2 separate regions of the Sus scrofa genome follow, and region 1 is linked to region 2. A link is a contact called in public Hi-C data. All regions are on one chromosome and are shown on one strand. The core of a region is the stretch at or near the end of the contact, and the rest is flanking DNA. Distances in the headings are between cores, read along the strand shown.

Region 1 (6,075 bases), core at 2,324-4,823, 310 kb before region 2:
CCAGGGCATGTAGTTGCTTATTCACACTCGAGGGAGAGACTTGCTTTTCTTTTCCAGAAACCCTGACCAGGCCTCTCTTAAATCTCATTGCCCCAAATGGTTTAGGCCAAAGGCATAGAATCACCTCAGTTAGCTCAGACAAATTGTTTGGGGATGGAAGGGTTTTGGGAGCTGGACTGGGAGCTTGTATTTTCCAAAAATGGCCATCACAGCATCTGCCCTCCCACAAGCTCTTCCTACCATGTGACCCTCACGCTTCTCCCATCAAGAGGTTGGGATCTATTTTTCCTCCCCTTGAATCCAGGTGGGCCTGTGGTGACTACTTTGGAAGTGACGCTGTCTGATTTCTGAGACTTGATATTAAAAGGGGACAAGGAGTTTACCTGCTTCTCTCTTGGGATGCTCACACAAGGAACCCACATCCTGCTGTGAGGAAGCCCAAGCTGCCTTTGGACAGACCCATGTGCAGAGGAACCAATAGCCAACAACAAATAGCCAGCCACGTGAGGGAGCTGTCTTGGAAGTGGATCCTCCAGCCTCAGTCAGACTGGCCCAGCTGATATTGTGTGAAGCAGAGGAGAGCTGTTTTATAAGCCACTAAGTTTTGGGGGTGGTTTGTTGTCTGCAATAGGTAATGGAAACAGGGCGCACTGTAGAAATAATTGTGTTTCCTCAGTGCTTTCTCTGATGTTTTACTCTTTTTGTCTTTGGATTGGTTAGACATCAAGGACAAGGCCTAAAGTGAGGAAAGACTTAATGTCTACAAGGAATTTCATTGTTTAGATCAACTTATTCACTATCTGGGATTTCTAAATGAATTTTGGGGTTCAAGTTTTATAATAACAGTGATTTTTTCTACACATCTCCTTGGAGAAGTTGCAGAGGAAGATGTCTGGCTGTCATTTGGATGTTCAGGATCCAAGGGCAGTAATCATGACTAACATCCATTACCTTTTTCCTTAAGAGACCTCAAGCAAAAGAGAGGACCTTCAGAACAAGTTAAAGAGAGTATACTTCCTTTTCGCCTTGTTGCCCCCGTCATGGGATCCATATGGGTCCCTTCCTGGCGCTCTTAACTTTGTGAAGGAAGTTAGACTTCAAAGCTCTATCTTCACCAACTAATTTGCAGTTGCAGACTTGACTACTGCTGAAACACAGGAGGTTTATCTTCTCTGTTGAGGGCATTTTGTGGTATCGGCTAAAGTGGCCTGTTCCTGGAATTGGATTTCTATTCTTTGCACATCCTTTGCCCTGCAACCTGGCAACATGGGTGTATGTAGAACACCCAAGCCTTTGGCAGGAAGAGATTCCAGATTCCAGAGACTCTCTCCTCTCTCTCCTTCACTGATCAAATGTGGAGGTAACTTTGGTTACTCCTGAATTACAAGACTAGACATCCTTATGACTCTGGTCCCCCTGGGTTTTTATTATGTCAAGGCTTCTGTTTCTTGGACCACTGAGATACTCAGTAAGTATTTGTTGGGTGAATGAATGATTTTTCTATGGGTTGGAATCTTAGAGCTGATTCCATTAGCGATAAAGAAACTAAAGCCCAGGGGGTTGCAAGAATTGGTGAGGACAGAGGCAGGCTTAGAACTAGGTCTCCTGGCTTTACTGAAAATACTTGCTCATCCTAAAACTCAGCAGAGCAGCCCTTTCTTTCTGAAGGTGTTCCTGCCAGCCTCTCCCACCCTCTCCCCATCCAGGAGAGCTGACCACTGTCTCCAGTACCCTGTATGGATGTCCTTGGCTGCTGCAGGCAGTTATTTCTATATGTACAGCTCTTCCTCTTGAGACGATAAGCTCCTTGAAGATGGAGGCCATGTCTTCATTTTTTTATTATTTTATTTATTTTTTAGTCTGTTGTCTTTTTAGGGCTGCACACACAGCATATGGCTAGGGGTGAAATCAGAGCTGGAGCTGCCAGCCTGCACCACAGCCACAGCAATGTGGGATCTGAGCTGCATCTGTGACCTACACCACAGCTCATGGCAACGCCAGATCCTTAACCCACTGAGCAAGGCCAGGGATTGAATGCATGTCCTCAAGGATTCTAGTCGGGTCAGTTAACCACTGAGCCATAATGGGAACTCCAATTTTTTTTTTTTTTTTTAGATTAACACATAGTGCAGATTTGACTTTCAGTGTAGAAATGAACAGATGTTTAAATGAAAGAGCGAATGCATATAGCGACTGCGTATCTTAGGTTTTTCTCCTGTGATAATAAATTTCAGACCTTCTGTTCTTCCTCTCTATGATCAGACCTGTCAGAGCAAGTACTTCAATACTTTATAATAAAGTATTTTTCTTAGATATCATAATATGTCTGTATATATGCATTTAAATTTTTCTCTTTAAACTCGTTATTATTAGAAAAAGAAATACAGGCTTCTGTTACAAATTCCGATAATGCAGAAGGCTTTAGAGTGAAAGGCAAAAGCTTCTCATTCCTCCTAGACCCGCTACCCTCTATATTCAGTTTCCTGAGGTGTTTTCAGTAATTACTTTGTTTTTACATGTAATTACATGTATGGAGTCACGCTGTATACACTCTTTCACCACTTACTTTGTTTTAAAACATGATCTGTTTTGCACATGTTTTCAGTCAGTGCATATATTTCAGCCTTTATCTTCTTCTTCTTTTTTTTTTTTTTGTCTTTTTGTCTTTTTAGGGCCCTACCCGCGAATGTGGAGGTTCCCAGGCTGGGGGTCTAATCAGAGCTGTAGCTGCCGGCCTCGCCAGAGTCACAGCAATGCCGGATCCAAGCCGCGTCTGCGACCTACATCTCAGCTCACGGCAACACTGGATCGTTAACCCGCTGAGTGAGGCCAGGGATCCGAACCCGCTACCTCATGGTTCCTAGTCGGATTGGTTAACCACTGAGGCAGGAAGGGAACTCCCAGCCTTTTTCTTCTTAATTGCTACATAGCATTCTATAACACAGATACAATATCAAAGGTCTAAGAGTGGGCTTTTAGAAAGACAATTAGATAGCTTCATTCCCCCTCCCCCCCAGAAATGTTCCAGAAATCATGTACTCATATAGGCATATCTGAGGAGAAACTATTGGGAGTAGAAATCAATGGTTTCCCTGATATGAGCATTTAAATTTTTGACTGATGTTGCAAAATTGTTTTTCAAGTGTTCCTAGCTTTTGATAGGGAAACAAGTTATTTCTTAGGTCTGTGAATCAGCAAGTCTGCTCAGGCCTAAAACATCAAATGGATACAAAGGAGTTAAATGCTGCTGTGCATTTTTTTTTTTTTTTTAATTGGAGCTACAGCTGCCTGCCTACAACACAGCCACAGCAACATCAGATCTAAGCTGCACCTGCAACCTACACCACAGCTCATGGCAACGCTGGATCCTTAACCCACTGAGTGAGGTCAGGGATTGAACCTGCGTCCTTACTGAAGCTAGTCAGATTCATTTCCGCCGTGCCACGATGGGAATTCCTGTGGTACATTCTTGTGTTTTATCCTAGACGTGAGCCTTTTCTGTAGCCTGCTGGGAATTGTTCTGCCTGGCTTCCTTTAGCCACCCTTTCCTCATTTCCAGCCCAGCCTGTAGAGCTCCCTTTGCTCTATTTTGAGCTTCTTGGCACTTGGCAAAATCCCCCTCTGTTGCTTAGTCATCCCTTGATCTGGAGCCAAAGCAAAAAAACCAGTCAGCTCCAAGAACAGGAATTACCTGTTTCTCAGTCAAACCCCTGCTGCCAGAAAAGTCTGTGATTTCCCAGTTACAATCCAGAGGGTGGCTCCTCCTTGTGGTTTGGTGGGTGCTCTTTAAAGGATGCAGGGGAAAAAAAAAATCCTCTTCTAGTGCAAGGCAGTTTGAATTTTTTTTGTTTTTTTTTTTTGTCTTTTTGCCTTTTCTAGGGCCACTTCCGTGGCATATGGAGGTTCCCAGGCTAAGGGTCTAATCGGAGCTACAGCTGCTGGCCTATGTCACAGCCACAGCAACGCGGGATCCGAGCCACATCTTCGACCTACACCACAGCTCAGGGCAACGCCGGATCCTCAACCCACTGAGCAAGGCCAGGGATTGAACCCACAACCTCATGGTTTCTAGTCAGATTTGTTAACCACTGTGCCACGACGGGAACTCTGGCTGTTTCAATTTTTAAGCGGCCAATTTAAAACACAAAAGAAAGCATGTTAAACAGGCTCACGATGTGGAGATGGGAAGATAATTTAGTCAATAAATACTTATTGAGCACCTATCCTGTGCCAGTTCAGTTCTGCAAGGCACAGAGTGAGTGTGTGGGAAGAGAAGGGGGTGTCAGGCACAAGCAGGGCCGAGTGCCTGCTGGGTCTCCTGTTCTGGTCCCACACATCGGAAGAGACAAACCCTGTCTCTAGGTGGCCTCCTAGGGAGCAAGGCCCGCTGCTCTCTCCCCCCTGCCAAGCCAAGCTGGTCAGTAAGAAATCTAGCTGTGGACAGGAAACTGTAGTAGTTTTGATGGGCCAAGTAGAAAAAAGGACATTTGCTCATGCAGGATTTAGGGCCTGCAGCAGCGTTGAGGCTCAGAACCACTACCCAGGAAGTGACTCAGAGACACGTAATGCCAGAGTTGCAGCTGTCTTTATCTCTCTGCGGAGCTTGTGGGTGGGGTGGGTCCCTGAGTGGAGCCGCTATGAGCTCAATGGTCCCAGGCCTGGGGGGGGTCGTCCGGCTCTGTTAGGCTCCACTTGATCTCCTAACTTTGGACACATTGCCAGCCAGAACTCTAATAATTTAGAGATGGCAGCACCACCCATTGTCACACATATTTGGGGGGCTTTAAAAATGCCGGAAAGCCCTGCCTTAGAAGTTGCTGCCAGAGAGAAATGCTCTCCACCCACCCTCATTTTCCACAATCCCAAAAGGGGGTGTCCTTGTGACTCCAGCTGTGGGCACGGCTGCTGGGGCTGGAGTTGCTATGGGTTGCAGGGCTTGTGGTGGGAATGGGGGCAGACACACCTATTTCATATCATGGACACACCTAATTCATTACAGGTTTCAACTAGAAGTTGTCAAATTACAGGTATCACCTGAGGCCTTAAATCCTTGGTATACTAGGAAAAAGAATCATCACCATTTACCATCTGGGTCCAGTGCACTCTTTTTGTTTGTCTGTCTGTCTATCTATCTTTTGAATCCTTTTATAATTTATAGAAAAATAAGGAAGTAGTAAATAAAACTTTATTAAAAATTACGGTAAGATAGCAGACTCAAATTTTTAAAAATATTTTTTGTCTCTTTTTTTTTTCTCTTTTTAGGGCCCCACCCACAGCATATGGAGGTTCCCAGGCTAGGGGTCGAATCCAAGCCACAGCCACAGCAATGCAGCAATGCGACCTACTGCACTACAGCTCATGGCTTCGCCGGATCCTTAACCCACTGAGCGGGGCCAGGGATGGAATCTGTGTCCGCATGAATACTAGTCAGATTCGCTTCCACTGAGCCATAGTGGGAACTCCAACAAACTCAAATATTTATTTCATATTTTCTTGGATTTGAAGATACATACACATATATTTACTTATTTTTGGTGTGTGGCTTTTTTTTTTTTTTTTGTCTTTTGTCTTTTTAGGGCCACACCCGCAGCATATAGAAGTCCCAGGCCAGGGGGTCTAATCAGAGCTGTAGCCGCCGGCCACAGCAATGCCAGATCTGAGCCCAGTCTGTGACCTACACCACGCTCATGGCAACGCCAGAGCCTTAACCCACTGAGCAAGGCCAGGGATCAAACCCGAAACCTCATGGTTCCTAGTCAGATTTGTTTCCGCTGCTCCACAATGGGAACTCCCGGTGTGTGGCTTTTTGATGTACACATACATTCACACACATATAGGCATAGATATGTGTGTGATCTTTGTTCCATAATTGCAAAACGTTTTCGCTTTTAGATTTATAATCACCAAATGATCAATCCAATGGATGTTTTTATTTCTACATCAACTGTGTCTTCCCAGTTGCCTTCTTAAACACACCTGTCTTCAGCATTGATATGGAAAATATATCAAGTAAGTTTTAGTGCATAACTATTATAAGATGAATGAATGTCACATGTCTTTTTAGCAAAATGGGAT
Region 2 (6,503 bases), core at 2,595-5,094:
CCTGTGTGCTGGGAATTGAAGAGCTGCTTTAAACTCTGACACTCCATGGAAAAGAGTGCAGAAAAGCATGAGGTTTGGGAGGAGAAATTCAGGAAGTTTCGCATTTAGAAGGTAACAGAGGAGAAGAGTCATTGAAGGGACCAAAGATAGTCCAGGAGCTGAGAGATCATGTAATAAACAGCTCAGACTCCTAAGAAGTTCCACTCACATATGCTGAGCATCTACTATGGTCATGTGCTCTGAGAAGTCTTGGGAATAAAGTGGTGAATAAGACAGACCCCTCTCTTCAAGAAGATGCCACGGTCCACCAGGAGGCGGAAGCATAAAATAGCAATAACAACAACAACAACGAAGCACAGCATGATAAGTGTTCTATTAATGATGTCATCTACTGGCACCTAAAGGTAGAGGTGAGATGTCAGGGATCTGCAAACACCTCAAAGAATCACGTTTGAACTTCACGTTGAAGGATGGATGAGGGGTTCCCTGACACTGAAGAGTTGGAGGAGCGTATTGGTCAAAGGGAAAAGCCAAGTCACGGAGGCTCACAAGGACATGGAGCCATCAGCCTTGTGTGGGAGAAGGTGCCTCCCCTTGAGGGGATGTCAAAAGTGGCAAAGGCCTGTAAGGGGCCAAGAAGGATGGAAAGGTCGCCGCCGGAGCCAATGGATAAATGTCGATGAGCTGTGAAGAAGCAGAGGCCCCTGCACCCATTCTTTCAAAAGAATATTCATTGAGCACCAATCACTTGTGAGGCATCCAGAGAAGGGAGATGAATTGAAGAGACAATGAGCTCGGCCCTGATGGAGCTTCCACTCGTGAGAGAGGCAGACAATCCACACACACACAAGATAGTTACAGAGGATGTAGGATTGGGAAGGAAGTAAACGTGATGGTGTGAGACAGAGCAGCTGTATCTGAAGGGACCCTCTTTCAGGTGGCCAGGCCCCTAAGGCCTTCCCAAGAAGGTAACATTTGTGCAGAGGCTGAAAGATGAGAAAGTGCATCATGGGAAGAGGGAAACCTCAAAACAAATGGGAAAAACTCCACGTAGAGATGGTCCCTGACTTACAAAGTTTTGACTTTTGATTTTTCTTTTTTTTTTTTTTCTTTTGTCTTTTTAGGGCCGTAACTGCCATATGGAGGTTCCCAGGCTAGGGGTCGAATTGGAGCTGTAGCCACCAGTCTACACCACAGCTCACGGCAACGCTGGATCCTTAACCCACGGAGCGAGGCCTGGGATCAATCCTGCGTCTTCATGGATGCTAGTCAGATTCATTTCCGCTGAGCCACGACAGGCACTCCTCAACTTACGATTTTTCAACTTTGTAATGCTGTGAAAAAGATAAGCATTTGGTAGAAACCATAGCTTGAAATTTGAATTTCCATCTTTTCCCAGACTTGCCATATGTGGTATGAGTCTCCCGTGATACTGGGGAGCCGCAGCTCTGTCAACGATCACAAGGGTAAACAGGTGACACCCTCACAGCCATTCTGTACCCACACACCACTCCAATTCTCACTTCAGTGCCGCATTCAATACCTTATGTGAGATATGCAGTACTTTATTATGATCTAGACTTTGTGTGAGATGATTTTACCCAACTGCAGGCTCATATACATGCTCTGAGCACATTTAGTGTAGTCTAAGCTCAGCCATGATTCTCGGCAGATTCGGTGTATTAAATGCATTTTTCAACTTATGATGTTTTCAACTCACCATGAGTCTTTCTTTGGACTCAGTGGCCACTTACAATGGACACCTCTACTACAAGTCAAAGAAGATCTGTATTTAAAAAGAGAGAAGAGGCTGGGCTGTGGGATGGAAATCCTTTGAAATTGGATTGTTATGATCATTATACAACTACAGATGTGATAAATTCATTTGAGTAATAAAAAACAACCAAAAAAAAAAAAAAAAAGAGAGAGAGAGAGAGAGAGAGAGAGAAGAGGCTAACGGGGTCTGAGTGTAGAAAGTGAGGGCCGGGGAGGAAGGGGGTAAGGTTCAGGGAGTTTGGATTTTATCTTTAGAGCCAAGAAAAACCACTGAAGGGTTTTAAGCAGAGAGAAGAGACTCTTTTTTTTTTTTTTTTTTTTTTTTTTAGGGCCGCACGCTTGGCATGTGGAGGTTCCCAGGCTAGGGGTCTAATCAGAGCTGCAGCCACCAGCCTACACCACAGCCACAGCAATGCTGGATTCGAGCCACATCTGTGACCTATACCACAACTCATGGCAACACTGGATCCTTAACCCACTGAGCGAGCCCAGGGATTGAACCTGCGTCCTCATAGATGGTACTCAGATTCATTTCTGCTGAGCCACACTGGGAACTTGGAGAAGATACTGTTATTTCATGTTTTAAAATGAGAACTCTGGAGGCTGCATGAGCTTGAACTGGGAGGGCTCAGAGGAGGAGTAGAGCCCCGCTGGGAGGCTACTGCAGTGGTCCAGGCAGAGACCAGAGTGGCTTAGATTAAACAGTGGACAAGGAGACTGAGACAGGTGGGCACAGCTTCAGAATGTGTTTGGTAATTCAGTGGAGAGATCAATGTAAAAGAAAGGGAAGAAACAAGCAAAATGAGAGTAGACTCTTTTTCAGAAGCGTGGGTCCTGCATTCTGGGCATCCGCTCCTGCTGCGTGGCCTACAGTAGAGGAGCTGTACCCTTCCTCTTGGTTCTGGAAGATCAGAGAGGTGACCCTGCCCAAGACTTCTCTGAGAAGTCTGGCTGAGGATCTGGAAAGCCGACTCCTTCTGGATGGTCGGCTCATGTTCTTGCCAAGGAGAAATGGAGGCCATTTTAACTTATTCAATGACTGTTTGTTACCTACTTTCTGTGTGTCAAACCTGTTCCGGGAGGGAGGGATGAACAAAACATACAAAATCCATACCGTCATGGAGTTGACATTAAAGTTGGTTAGACTCACACCAGGCAACACAGTAAATAAACCATATCAAAGAGTTTGAAGAACTATGGAGGGAAGTCACAGATGCTGGAGGTGGGTGGCGGGGAGTGGCTGAGGGTGGAGAGATGGTATGTGCCAGGCTACAGTGTGTGCATGGGAAGTGGCGTTTCTGGGTCTCCTGTAGCTCGAGTGGCACCACCCCAGCCCCTGCAGCCAGTCTCGACTCATCAGACTCATTATCCTATTTGTTGTCGTCTTTGTGCTTATCACACTCTGTAATGATCGTGTTTATTTACCTGCCTATTCCTTATTCAAATAATTCAGATGAATTCTGGTGTCATTCCAAAGGGTGTGAATTCAGGGAGGAGATGAGAACGGGTATGGGATTGTGAAAGTGGAGCCATGACCTGAGGGGCTGAGTTCAAGTAGAGAAGGTTCCAGATTTGGGTACTGGGCTCTGAGCCAGACCTCCCCGCCCTGTTTCAAGTTTTGGAGATTCTTCTGACTGGGGAGAAGGAATGGATACTCATGTGAGAGGGGTTTGGAGAAACCTTTGCATAGGAGACCCTGAGGGCTGAGTGAGCCGGGCGGGCAGTCCCTTGGTCTGGGCAGGGCGTGGGAGGGCAGGGTTTCAAAACAGGGCTGTTCAGTTAGAGGCTGGCCTGTTCTTGTTCTGGTGCGAAAATGCTAGAAGAATTCCAACAGGAGGCCCCCTGTCCCTGCACTGACCTTAATCCCATGTCCCACCTCTAGCAAGGTGTGACAGACTTTCCCAAAGGAGCCTCACTTGGGAGGAGTGCCCTGAATCAGCAAGCGAAACTAAGCAGGTGTTAATTAGGTCCAGGCGGCTGACAGGTGATTGTATCTTTCCTTCATTAAGGATGAGGGGTGTGCAGGGGGCCCCCTGCTGCTCCCCGGCCCCTCCCGGCTTCCAGAGAAGGCTGCCGCTGGGTGGGATCTGCTCTGGGGAGGTGGAATGGACGACCTGGTACCCAGAGCAGAGCCCTGCTTGGCCAGGCAGGCACAGAGAAAGGGGCCCACCTCAGACCGGGGGTGGGGAGTGGGGGGAGGCAGCAAAGGACCCCGGAAAACCTTAGGCTCTGGGAGTTGGTTTCAGCAGGAAAGGAAGCGTCCTTCTTGCAGATGGTGCCATTTGTCACTGCGCCAATCCAGCTGGTTTTATTCTGAGCTAAATGTATTCTTGTCACTTGAGACATAAACATCACACACACACACACACACACACACACACACACACACACACACACCCCTATGGTGTATCACAGGTTTTGGAGGTAAAGAGCAACTTAGAAAAAACGAGGTGTCATAGAAAATTATGAGGTTGGAATTGGGGGATTAAGGTTACAGATAGTTTTAGCTGACTCTCGGTTGTGTGATTGTGATCAAGTTACCTAAACTGTGCTGAAATATTCACAGCTGTAAAATGGGTATTTTTTTAAAATTCATTTTTTATTATGAACATTTACATTTGTTGTGAAGACTTGAGCACTCAGGCAATTATATGTAAACTCTGAGGTTCTCTCCCAGTATACAGAGTAAGAACTATCATGAAGCCACATTCTTATTCAAGGGAACTTTTATAGGAAAAGAACTGGTCAGGTCTAAGAGGTTCTAAACATTAAAAAACCCTGTTGAGGGTACAAACCACTAGGTATAAAATAAGCTACAAGGGTATACTGTACAACCCGGGGAACACAGCCAATATTTTATAATAATGGTAAAAGGAATATAACCTTTAAAAATTGCAAATCGTTGTAGTGTACACCTGTAACATATGTCATTTTACAACTATATTGCAATTTAAAAAATATAAATGAATACATACAAAACCCTTTTGAATTAGTTTCTTCCTGCGCCAAATGAGGGGGGCACAGAGGACCACAAGAGTCCTTCCAGGTTAGAGTCTGCTTCCGAAGAACAAACTGCAGACAGAGGCATTTCTCAGGAGGCTCAGGGCAAAAAGCCCAAGGTGGCCTGCAGGGGAGCACGTCGGGGCATGGCCTTGGGCGCAAATGCCAGCCCCACCTCTTATGAGCTGTTCGACTTGAAGCGAGTTTCTTAACATCTTGAGGTCTCAGTTTCTTCATCTGTAAAATTGGGATAATTATTTCTATCTCCCTTGCTTTGGGGCTTGGAACGTTGATTTAAATGCAAGAATTATATAAAGTGCTTTGCCTGGTGGTTGCACGTGGGAAGTGGCGGTGGCTGACAGGCACAGGGGATACCTGAGCTTGCTCTTCAGGTTCTGACTTCTCAAAGCCTTCTCTCTTTAACCCTTCCTGAGGGAGGAAGGCTTCACCTCTCTGTACCACTGGAGGCTCCACTTGGGCCAGAAGCAGAGGGGCCCAGCTGCCTCACCCAGGAATGACAGAGCGTGGGAAATGGAGGGTCTTTATACCTCACCTGGTTTCACCCTTCACTTTACAAATGAGGGAGCTGATGAGGCCCAGAGAGGTCGCTGCTCACATGAAGCCACCTTCTTATGAAAGTGGATCAGGACCCATTCATTCGGGCTTTATAATTTATCCTTGAGGAATCCCACCTCTGATGCTGTTGGCTAGCCCTACCTGGCTTGGGGAGTTTGTCTGGGGAAGGGCAGGCTAGTTGGGGTGGCAGCGTCCTTTCCAAAGTCCACAGCGCCCCCTGCTGGCCAAGATCTGAGGGTGCTGCCTCCCGGCTGGAGGGCACCGCCTCCCAGCTCCTGGGTACTTTGAGCAGCCATTGAGATATGTTTTTAGAGATTCAGTCTTCCACTGTATCACTTAAAAGACATTTAAATAATAAAAGGCACTTTTAATTTACACTTATGATCCCCACTGCAGTGCTCTCCCGCCCTCTGTGCAGCTGGGACGCCCTCCACATCACTTGTGGCTGCCGGCAGGGCTCCCTCCATCGTTTCTTGTACTTTAGGTTTGTTGGTGATGGATTCTTTCAGCCGTTGGATGTCTTAAAAATCCCTTAATTCGTCTTCATTTTTGAAAGATTTTTTAAAAACTAGGTTTACAGTTCTAGGTTTAAAGTTATTCTTTTAGTAATTTAAAGACCTTGTTCCATTGCCTTGTGGCTTGGCTTATTTCTGACAAGAAACCTGCTGTCACTCTTCTCTTCCTTCCTCTCCAAATAATGTATTGCCACCCTCCTCTGGCTGCTTTTTTTTTCTGCTTTTTTTCTCCTCCTTCTCCAACACTGGTTTGAAGCAATTTGGTTATGATGTGCCTTGGGGTCATTCTCTTGGTGGTTCTTGTGCTTGGGGTTCATTGAGATTCTTCAGTGTACTTTTTTTTTTTTTTTAATCAAACTTGGAAAAATTTTGGCTGTTATTGCTTCAGCATTTTCCCCCTACCTCACTGCAGTCTCTGGTGGCCTCTCATTATTTGTGTGTTAGGCTGCATGAAGTTGTCCCACGGCCGACTTTACCTGCCCTTTCGTTCTTGTTTCCACAGTTCTGTTTGGGTAGCTTCTATGGCTTTGGTTTTACCTTTACCCATCCTCACATCTGCCGTATTTAATATGTCACATCCAGTTTTATTTTTTTCCTTCTCAGACTAGCTTTTTATTTCAGGAAATTTGATTTGGG

What was found. Hi-C and Micro-C count contacts between places; a contact is called where the count stands out from the background.
Region 1: a contact with region 2 is called in a Hi-C map of omental adipose tissue, with 3 times the contacts expected there. The contact joins two enhancer-like sites. A contact is called at or near these places in 1 of 5 promoter capture datasets (liver), 27 of 47 Hi-C or Micro-C datasets (adipose tissue, alveolar macrophages, blood and 16 more) and 2 of 2 datasets of contacts at active chromatin or transcription factors (alveolar macrophages and skeletal muscle).

Annotation. Positions count from the first base shown.
Region 1 is chr4:97,216,444-97,222,518 of Sscrofa11.1, reverse strand. No RefSeq gene overlaps it. Among named protein-coding and RNA genes, the nearest start is that of S100A11, 14 kb to the left of the region's middle. Within about 2 kb of position 3,573, at least 29 of the 83 cell types and tissues checked have an H3K27ac peak or open chromatin away from gene starts, as enhancers often do. A contact at or near this core is called in omental adipose tissue, where this site is marked.
Region 2 is chr4:96,906,167-96,912,669 of Sscrofa11.1, reverse strand. No RefSeq gene overlaps it. Among named protein-coding and RNA genes, the nearest start is that of CRNN, 24 kb to the left of the region's middle. Within about 2 kb of position 3,844, at least 1 of the 83 cell types and tissues checked has an H3K27ac peak or open chromatin away from gene starts, as enhancers often do. A contact at or near this core is called in omental adipose tissue, where this site is marked.